Linked DNA regions of Hordeum vulgare: region 2 is linked to region 1. The links are chromatin contacts, called in public Hi-C maps. All regions are on one chromosome and are shown on one strand. Each heading gives the region's core, a stretch centred on a gene start, on an enhancer-like site or on the middle of the called end of the contact. The rest is flanking DNA. Distances are from core to core; before and after follow the strand shown.

The links. A called contact is a pair of places that touch in the nucleus more often than the background predicts.
Region 2: a Hi-C map of leaf shows a contact between it and region 1, with 4 times the contacts expected there. The contact joins the enhancer-like site here to the promoter of LOC123398024 in region 1. A contact is called at or near these places in 2 of 6 Hi-C or Micro-C datasets (both in leaf).

The regions. Positions count from the first base shown.
Region 1 is chr5H:420,422,971-420,427,374 of MorexV3_pseudomolecules_assembly, forward strand. It overlaps LOC123398024 (endoglucanase 22-like), which reads right to left and starts at 2,334. Exons shown (of 4, transcript XM_045092537.1): 1 at 1,513-2,334; 2 at 1,114-1,314; 3 at 766-1,020. The coding sequence starts at 1,986.
Region 2 is chr5H:420,494,617-420,499,057 of MorexV3_pseudomolecules_assembly, forward strand. No RefSeq gene overlaps it. Among protein-coding and RNA genes, the nearest start is that of LOC123398024, 72 kb to the left of the region's middle. Within about 2 kb of position 1,290, at least 2 of the 3 cell types and tissues checked have open chromatin away from gene starts, as enhancers often do. A contact at or near this core is called in leaf, where this site is marked.

The DNA.
Region 1 (4,404 bases), core at 1,084-3,583:
CTCCAGCCATCATCATTGCGGGAACCTGATCTACTGACTGGCTAGGGGTCACTCGATCCAAAACTAACAAGTGGACTTAGTCGATGATGAACAGCGACCTGTGTTGGGGCTACAATACATACCTGTGGATCTCAGTCCACTCATCACAGTCTGATTCGTGGATGGATCGCAGGTTGCCAAGTAGGTAGTGGAGTGTATGAACAGGTTTGATTTTTGCATCTGAGCGCGCCTAATGCCTGCTCGAGCTAGGCATGGTACGGAGGTGTGGATCCTACATGGCTTCTTTCGGGGAGCAAGAAAGTGTATAAGCCATGTGAGACATTTATTCCCCTTTCTTAAGCAACAACCGTATAGTGTTTGTCGTCGTGGGAGTGGGGAAAAAAAGTGTACTGTTGCGAATACTCCTACTTGGCAGCGCGGGACTGTTCGTGTCTAGGCGTACTGGTTTCAGCGAGGAGGGGAACATGCACGGTCATAGGGCTAGCCCGGCCATGGTAGCACGGCTCAACCACCAGCACCAACTTAATTTACTGATCAGCCATGGAGGGGTCATCCAGTGCCGGAGGAATTGAAGATGTTGATGTGCAAATTTCGTACTACGTACTTATTTCTGAAAGCAAATTCTTCTACGTAGCTTACTAAACTAGTAATCTAATAATATAAAAAACGTTTATAAATTACTACTTATTAAACTAGTGATTTAAACGTTTTTATGTTAATCTGCGGAAGGAGGGAGTTCGTGACAATAGTGGAACAAGTATGTACCTTGGAGGCGAGGACCTGGAGGCCGGCATACTTGACGTCCCAGCTGAACTCGGTCATGGCCCATCCGACGCCGCCGAAGCAGTCGGCCTTGTCGACGGCGTAGCGGAGGAACTCCTCCTTCCCCGTTGCCCGGTGCAGCCAGAAGGCCGCCCACAGCAGCTCGTCCCGGTACCCGCTCACCGACGCGTAGAAGCTCCGCACCTCCGCGATGCTGCTGTCGTAGTTGCCCCTGTACCTGTCCCCGAACTCGAACAGCTGCACCGGTCGCAGTCAGAACATAGCATACAGCTAGCTACCTTGTCCCGTGCTGGTGATGAGTTATTATAAGCACGTAGAGGACGTACTTACCTGTTTCGCGTGGTGGAGGAGGATGTCGGAGTAATGCGGGTTGGAGGCGCGGAAGACGATGGAGGCGGCGGCGAGCGCCGCGGCGGTCTCGGCGACGAGGTCGGAGCCGGGGTTCTCCTTGTCCACCCGGTACGCCTTCCGCGACGTCGTCATGTCCTCCGGCCGCTGCCAGCAGTAGTGGTCCGTGTCGCCGTCCCCCACCTGCGGGGCCCGTCTCGTCAGACATCCGCCCGCCATCATTCGCATCGCAGCAGTAAATTAATGGCAGTCGCCTCGGGCATCCGCTTTTCCCGTGTCGCCTCGAAGCGGTCGCGCGGGCGATCGGACGCCGGCCGTCGTGGCGGTAAAACAAAAACAGAAAGAAAGGAAAATGGGCGACGTTCGTGCGTGCGTTGGTACCTCGGCCCAGTAGACGAAGGGCTCGGTGTGCGCCTTGATGAAGTAGTCGGTGCCCCACTTGATGGCCTCCAGCGTGTGTTGCCACTCGCCGGCGGCGGCGATGTCGTCGCCGAACTCGATGGCGCCCCAGGAGAGCATGGTGACGGTGAAGGCCATGGGCAGGCCGAACTTGACGTGGTCGCCGGCGTCGTAGTACCCGCCCACCAGGTCCACGCCCTGCTGCAGCCCGTCGGTGATCCCCGAATGCCCCCGCCACCTCACGCGCTGGTTGTACGGCAGCCGCCCGGAGCGCTGCGCCTCGAAGTAGAGCAGGCTCTTGGACAGCGCCTCCCGGTAGTCCGGCTCCGCCTCCGCGTCGGTGGTCACCGCGGCGCCATCGCAGCCGAGGGACAGTGCCAGGACGGCCGCCTGCAGGAGCACCACCGCGGCGACCACGGGGCTACCAGCTGCCCGCCGGATGCGGCCCCGGCTCATGGCGCGCAAGCGCGCGCGCGCCGACGCACGGCAGCGCGTCGGTCACACGCTTCCCAAAGCAAAGCCCGCGATCAAGGCCCTTGTGCTCAGCCGGAGTGTTTGCTTCCTGCCCCGGTTTCCAGTGGCGACCCTTTCTCTTTCCCTTTATCTATATCTTTGAAAGCGTCTGACTCCCTGATCCGGGCTGGGGTGTATGCAACTGACGCTATTATGCGCGTGTAAGCACGCAAGCAAGCGAGCCAGTGAGTGTCAAAGTCTTTCCAGGTGCGCGAGAAATGACGGGCGGGGCCCGCGCACGTACGTACCACCGCCGCCGTCTATACGGCGTTGGCGTACCCCACGCGACACGTACGCGCGCGGCCTGTGCGCTGGTTTACGTGTCCGCGGCGCGCTCCCGCGCGCGGCCAAATGGGTGACGACTGACGAGACGCTTCGCCGGTGCCCGCGCGCTGCCTAGCGTAGAGCGCTCGGCCACGGCCTCGGCCTCGGCGGGGCGCGGCACGGAGCGCGACCCGGTGGGTGTGGGGAATGGAGATGGGAGGGAGGGTCAGTGGTTGGACGGACCTGATCACCGCTCCGGCGGCTTGATTGTGGGTGAGCGACATTAATACTGACTGGCGAAGTGGGGGAGGGGATTATTGACCGGCCGTGCAGGGGCAGGCAGACAGGCATCGAGTGAAACAGGGCGTGCTCCGAGCCCACGCTACGCTCTTGTTACCGGCAGGCCACGCGTACCCAACGCCCACCGGGCTTCATTCAATGGCGCAGCCGAGGCCATGATAAACAAACGTCGGTAGTACGTTGGTAGGGCATGACAGACGGTGCGGCCTGGCATGGGCGGGGCGGCGCGGCGCGTGCGTGCCGGATGGCCGCGGCCACGGACAGATCGGATGAGCTGGGCTCTCGGCGTGCGTGGTGACCACGGTATACGCGTACGAAGCTCCGGTAAAAAAAAAAAAAGAGTGCGCATTGGCTGGCAATGCATGGCGCGACCGACGGAGCGAGGGTGCTCCGCTCGAGCGCCGACGAGCAGATGCGGACGAGAAATGGCGTATGGAACAGAAGCCACTATTAATCAGGACGTGCACGTGTCGGTATCCACCAGCCATGGCGGGAATCGAACTGGCAAGCAAGCAAGCAAACCGAAGGTGACATCGCGCGGCGTGGACGCGCCTCGATGCCGACGGCGCTCTCGCGAACTGCGGGATGTCACTACGTGCCCGCCGATCCGCCGGTCGCCGGCGACCATGCACGTCCTGGTCTCGACCCACTCACGCCCCCCACCGGATCTGGGCGCAATAATCACGGCGATCCATCGCACACGCATGATGGTTTCTACGGCCCGCCTAATTGACTCGGTTCGCCGGCCGCCCGCCGGCGCCGCTCGTTACGTGTCGTCGGCGCGGAACCTTTGCGCGGTCTGGACAGCATTTGGCAAGCACGTTCTTGCGACCGCCTACGTGCTGAGCCCCGCGCTTCCCATTTTTCCCGGGCGCTTTCAAAGCACTGTGGCCAGTCGCGGAGTTTTGCCGGGTTTAGCGTGACACGTCGGGGGAGGGTGATCATTGCCGATCGGTGCGACGGAGACAGAGCCCATTAACCATCGCGTAGTACTACGCGAGATGGTGATAACCACATGTCCATGATTAGCTAGTTTCAGCGACCAACTGCGCGAGATTTCTGTTTCAGAGGTGTGGTCACTTTTGTCCTCTCATAGTGTGGATAATTAGAACATTTGAAAGCATTTTAGAGCACTGATTTTTTTCCCCACACCTTCCATGTGATCTCATGATCGTTTTTTCATTTTCTTCTTACTTTACTCTTCATCCAAACTCGAGCTCAAAACGGTACTTTTGCTTCCTATTATATTCTTAGGGAACGTTTCGCAGCTAACAATTTCAGTATAACTGTTGTCCTCAAAAAAATTTATACAATATTTTTAATAAAAAATCATATCAAATATAAATTTAAATTAATAATAGCATAATGTGACAACTTCTAAACAGTAATATCATACATACAAGATAACTGTACTCATCGTCGCCTAAACCAAGGACATCATCATAATAATAGGAGAGGGCGGCGTCATTACTTTAGGCTTGCACACGGACCCGACGAAGCGGTTGCTACTCTAGATGACTCGCCCGCATGAGTACGATTCAACAGTGAGCTCGATGTCAAGAAGACCGGGGCATAGGAGAGGGTGGCGACAACAACCGTCAAGGACAATAGGTGAATCAATCGTAGAGCTAGTTGCCAGTTTCTTGCCTCTCCTCGTCTTGGAGGAAATGATATTGGTCTTAGAGTCTTTCAGATTCTTTATAATGAATATAAATTACAGCAGAAATTGAACTACCAAGTGAACTTAATAAATAGAGCCATGTTCCTCGACAACAGCGACAGAAAATAATCTTGATG
Region 2 (4,441 bases), core at 40-2,539, 71 kb after region 1:
CTAGTTAGCGAGCATTCTTTCGGTAGCCTTCCAACTATCACTTCTGCGCGTCATCACTTGACGCGTTCTCAGCCGTCGTCACATGTCGCGTTCTGAGTGTTCTCTTTGTATTTTATTTTTTTATTTTTTCACACGTGTTTTCGACTATTAAAATGGTTTTTTTCCGTACGGCCGTGCCTCTCGAAAAATGAAAGAACGTGTTTTTTGAAAAAAAAATTCTGTGAGAGGCACGATTTTACTTCCGCGAGAGGCACGATCATGCCTCTCGGAAAGGAAAAAAAATGTGTTTTTTGCTTTCTCTTTTTTTCGTGAGAGGCACGGTTTTGTTTCCGCGAGAGACACGGTTTTGCTATCACGAGAGGCATGATCGTGCCTCTCGCAAAGGAGAAAAACGCGTTTTCTGCTCTCTCTCTCTCTCTCTCTCTCTCTCTCTCTCTCTTTCTCTCTATTTCTGCGAGAGACACGGTTTTGCTATCGCGAGAGGCACGGCCGTGCCTCTCGGAAAGGGAAAAACACGTTTTCTGCTCTCTGCTTTTTCCTCGAGAGGCACGATTTTGTTTCCGCGAGAGGCACGGCCGTGCCTTTCGGAAAGGGAAAAAACACGTTTTCTGCTCTCTGTTTTTTCCTCGAGAGGCACGGCCGTGCCTCTCAGAAAGGAAAAAACGCCGATTTTTTTAGCTGGTTTTTTTCGTGAAAAAAGTTTGTCAAAACCTATTAACATAAGATCTAGTTTTGAAGATATCGGCGTGAGAAACCCAACGGTGAAAACAGTTCAAGATTTGAACGCACGGTTTAAGAAATAAAATATTTTAAAATACGGATCTACAAAAAAAAAAAGACATGCGTGCCACATGTCGCAATCTGAGAGTTTTTCCTTCACTACATGTAGTGCGCCACTTTCGCAATCTAGAAAGGTAGGAGTAATCGTTCTTCAACTTGTTATTTCGACACAATACAGGTCAATAATAAACACAAGCAATCTTTTGGTTATACCACATGTAACCAGCTGCTTTCAGCCTTTCACGCGGCCACGCAGGTTTTATCTGATGGTGTTTGACTTTGACCAAAACCCCAACTATGCACTTTTGTTTAAGTATATTTTGTTGGTTTATTAAAAAATCATCTTTCCGTCAAGCTCGCCTTAGCTAGTTACGGTGGCAATAGGTAGACGACTAGACGTCCATGCTCACCATGCATGATTGATCTGCATGGAAGGCAATTATCAACTCTACGTGTAGATCATACACAGTTCCAGCGGTGACAAATTCGCATGCTAGCTAGATAAAGGTGACGCGATGTGTTCCACCATCAGCTGACAGTTAGGTCACAAGTCATTTTCTTTCAGAGCCCAGGATCATGCGTTAGCGAGTCGCTGTCCCTCAGCAAGAAACAGGGTGTGCTAGTTGCTGACCGATCGACCAAACCGACAAAATGGTAACTGCGGTTTCTGATACAGAAGACCGTGAAAGTGTAGCGATTAAAATGAATCAGTTTGTGACATACAAAATCCAAACGGCGAACTGCTGTCAAAAGATTAGAATTTGACAACTCTTAAGCAAAAGTCGACGATTGATGTTTCATTTCACCCATCAAATGATGACTATATAAAAGAAAGATGCAGGTGTGGACGTGCTAACTTGCTAAGGATTGACAAAACAAATTGGGAATCGTTTCCCACCCGCGCGCCGGCCGAACCGACGCGTCGGCCGTCCCTCGCGCGCGGGCTTTGCAACATTTTTCCCACTCACACGTTTCGTTGATTAATGGATGCAACATTTTTTATTTAAATTTGTTGCAATCAGCGTTATTTTTGCTGTAAATATTTTTTTATTATTTTTTTGTCCCAGTAAAAAAAACTACATATACGTTTTGTTGCAACTCCAGTTCGTGGGATTTTTGTTACAATCGATGTTTTTTTACTTTTGCTACAACCGTATTATTTTTTGCTACAACCGGCATCATGTTTTGTTGCAACCGTTCACTAAAAAAGTTGCATACACGTCACGTAAATATTTGCTACAACCGGCGTTTGACTTTTGCTACCACGTACCATCAGCTTTGTTTTTTTGCTACGATCACGTAGATATTTTTTTGCTATAAATTTTGTTTTTTGTTGCAACCGTTGAAAAAATTGCTGCATCGCATCAAAAATTTGCTGCATAGGAAGAAAAATGTTGCATGCGGATCCAACGGTGCAGACGCGCGGGGTTTGGTGGATCCTACGACCCGCACGCAGCCGACCGAAAGTTTGGCCGGCGTGCCGGCGCAGATCACCCCCAAACAAATTTCTGGCCAGAACCCCACACAAGGTTCCCCACTTCGTCCCAAGCCGCTCGCGTGGGCGACTTCGGAGAAGCAAACCTAGCTAAGGCCAGCAAACGCTCCTTCCCCGTGATCCCATGGCCACCGCCCGGCTGTCGCGACTAGGCCATGAAGGCAGCGATGCTCAGCAAGCAGGTGTTCAGCGAGTGGCGGACGGGAATTGCTATGGTGGATAGCATGAGGTGTGGTGTCCTCATGGAGGCGCCGGCGTAAACCAGATCTGATACCGATCTAGGTCTCATGGTCGTGGTTGTTGCAGGGTTGTCCGCCTAGATGTGGTGTTCGCGGCCCTTGGTCGTGCTGGAGGAGTGGAGGTGGAGGAAGGTACGGAGGTTCGGTTTCCCGGCAGTGCAGGAGATGGAAGATGGGTCGTGTGCCCTTGGTAGTGCGGGGTGTTCGTGTACTGTTATGGTTAAGATGGTGAGGTGTTGTGGCGTAGGCGGTGGAGTGATCCAACATGGGCACTGTTGCCCCAATCTGATAGGAAGGGTTGGAGGTGTGCGACATTGCACATGAAAATCATGGCCATCTTCAGTTGGTGTTGGTGGTGACGACGGGGTGTCGTTCCCCTCTTTGGTGGTCGCACATGAAAATCATGCCCATCTTCAGTTGGTGTTGGCGGTGACGACAGGGTGTCGTTCCCCTCCTTGGTGGTGTCACAGAGGTGCGTCTTATTCTCCTCCTCGCTTGGGTTGTTGTCTCTCGGTGAAAGTCTAGCTTCGGTTGTTCTCTCTGGGTAAAAGTCTAGATTTGGTTATTCCTCTGTTGGGAGCATCCTAGATATGGCTTGGAGGTTTTGTGTTGTGGATCTCCGGTGCTTGTTGTTGGTTCGGGTTGACCTTTATGGCCTATGTGTACGCTGTTGCGAGTGAGCCCTAGGCGATTGCTTCTCGGAACCGACCGAGTCCTATGACCCACTTGTCGTCTCTATTTAGGCATTCAAGTGTGGTTCGTGTGTCGGCAAGGGAAGTTATATTGAAGTTGTTTCTCTGTGATGTAATCGGTGTTTGTCAAGACACGTCAATTATGATTTGTTTTGGATAGGACCCTTTGTGTTGTGTTTGTAATGGTTCTAGCTAATCTTTTGAGTGGCTTAGGTGTGAAGTTTGAACTACACCTGATGTATGGAATGAGAGTATTTTGTCTTCTGCACCTGGATTTGGGAAGTGTGTATTCAAATATTCAAAGCCTAACATTTTTTTACAGGCTATAGCCTATTTTTGGGTATTTCTAGTTGATTATGATACATATTATATTGACTATAGTTTGAGCATTTCTAATTGATTATGGCACATATTACACCTTTTATAAATGGAGCTTCCTCTACTATTCCCATCACACACGAAACCACAATATATTTACATAGCTACTACTCCCTTCGTTCCTAAATATAAGTCTTTTAAGATATTTTACTAGGGGTCTACATACGGAGCAAAATTAATGAATCTACACTCTAAAGTATGTCTATATATATCCGTATGTAGTCCATTAATGAAACCTTTTTAAAGACTTATATTTAGAAACGGAAGGAGTAGAACATAACAGGAAATATAAAACGAATCGTGATCCAAGGGAGCTAGCAAGGACCACTACCTACCAACACCCGCAAAGACCACAAGAGAGGTATGCACCATCAGGCATCTCCATCCCCAACCAAAAGGCACACTCCAAACATCATCCCCTAGCATATCTTAGGATATCATCTCCAGGATAATCTAGCATACTAACATATAATGCCATAGTGCCAGACACAAAGAGGTTTTTGCTTAAAGAAACAGAACCAAAAGAAGCCATTAGCAAAGATCTTTGGAAAACAAACTGATACGTCTTGTTGAAGACATCAATATCATTGTTACACCTACAACCCCAGCTGATATACATACGAGACCAATTACTAGAGCTCGCTACACGACATGTCAAAAAGCTAAGTCATGACTCAATCCTCATGGTTTATATATGTCTTTGCTTGTATCTAGTATTCCTTGGGAGGATATATCTATGATCTTTGTTTTACGTTTACCTCGAACAAAGAAGGGGAGGGATAGCATATTTATTATCGTGGAAAGATTTTCAAAAATGGCACACTTTATACAATGTCATAAAAGTGATGATGTTGATA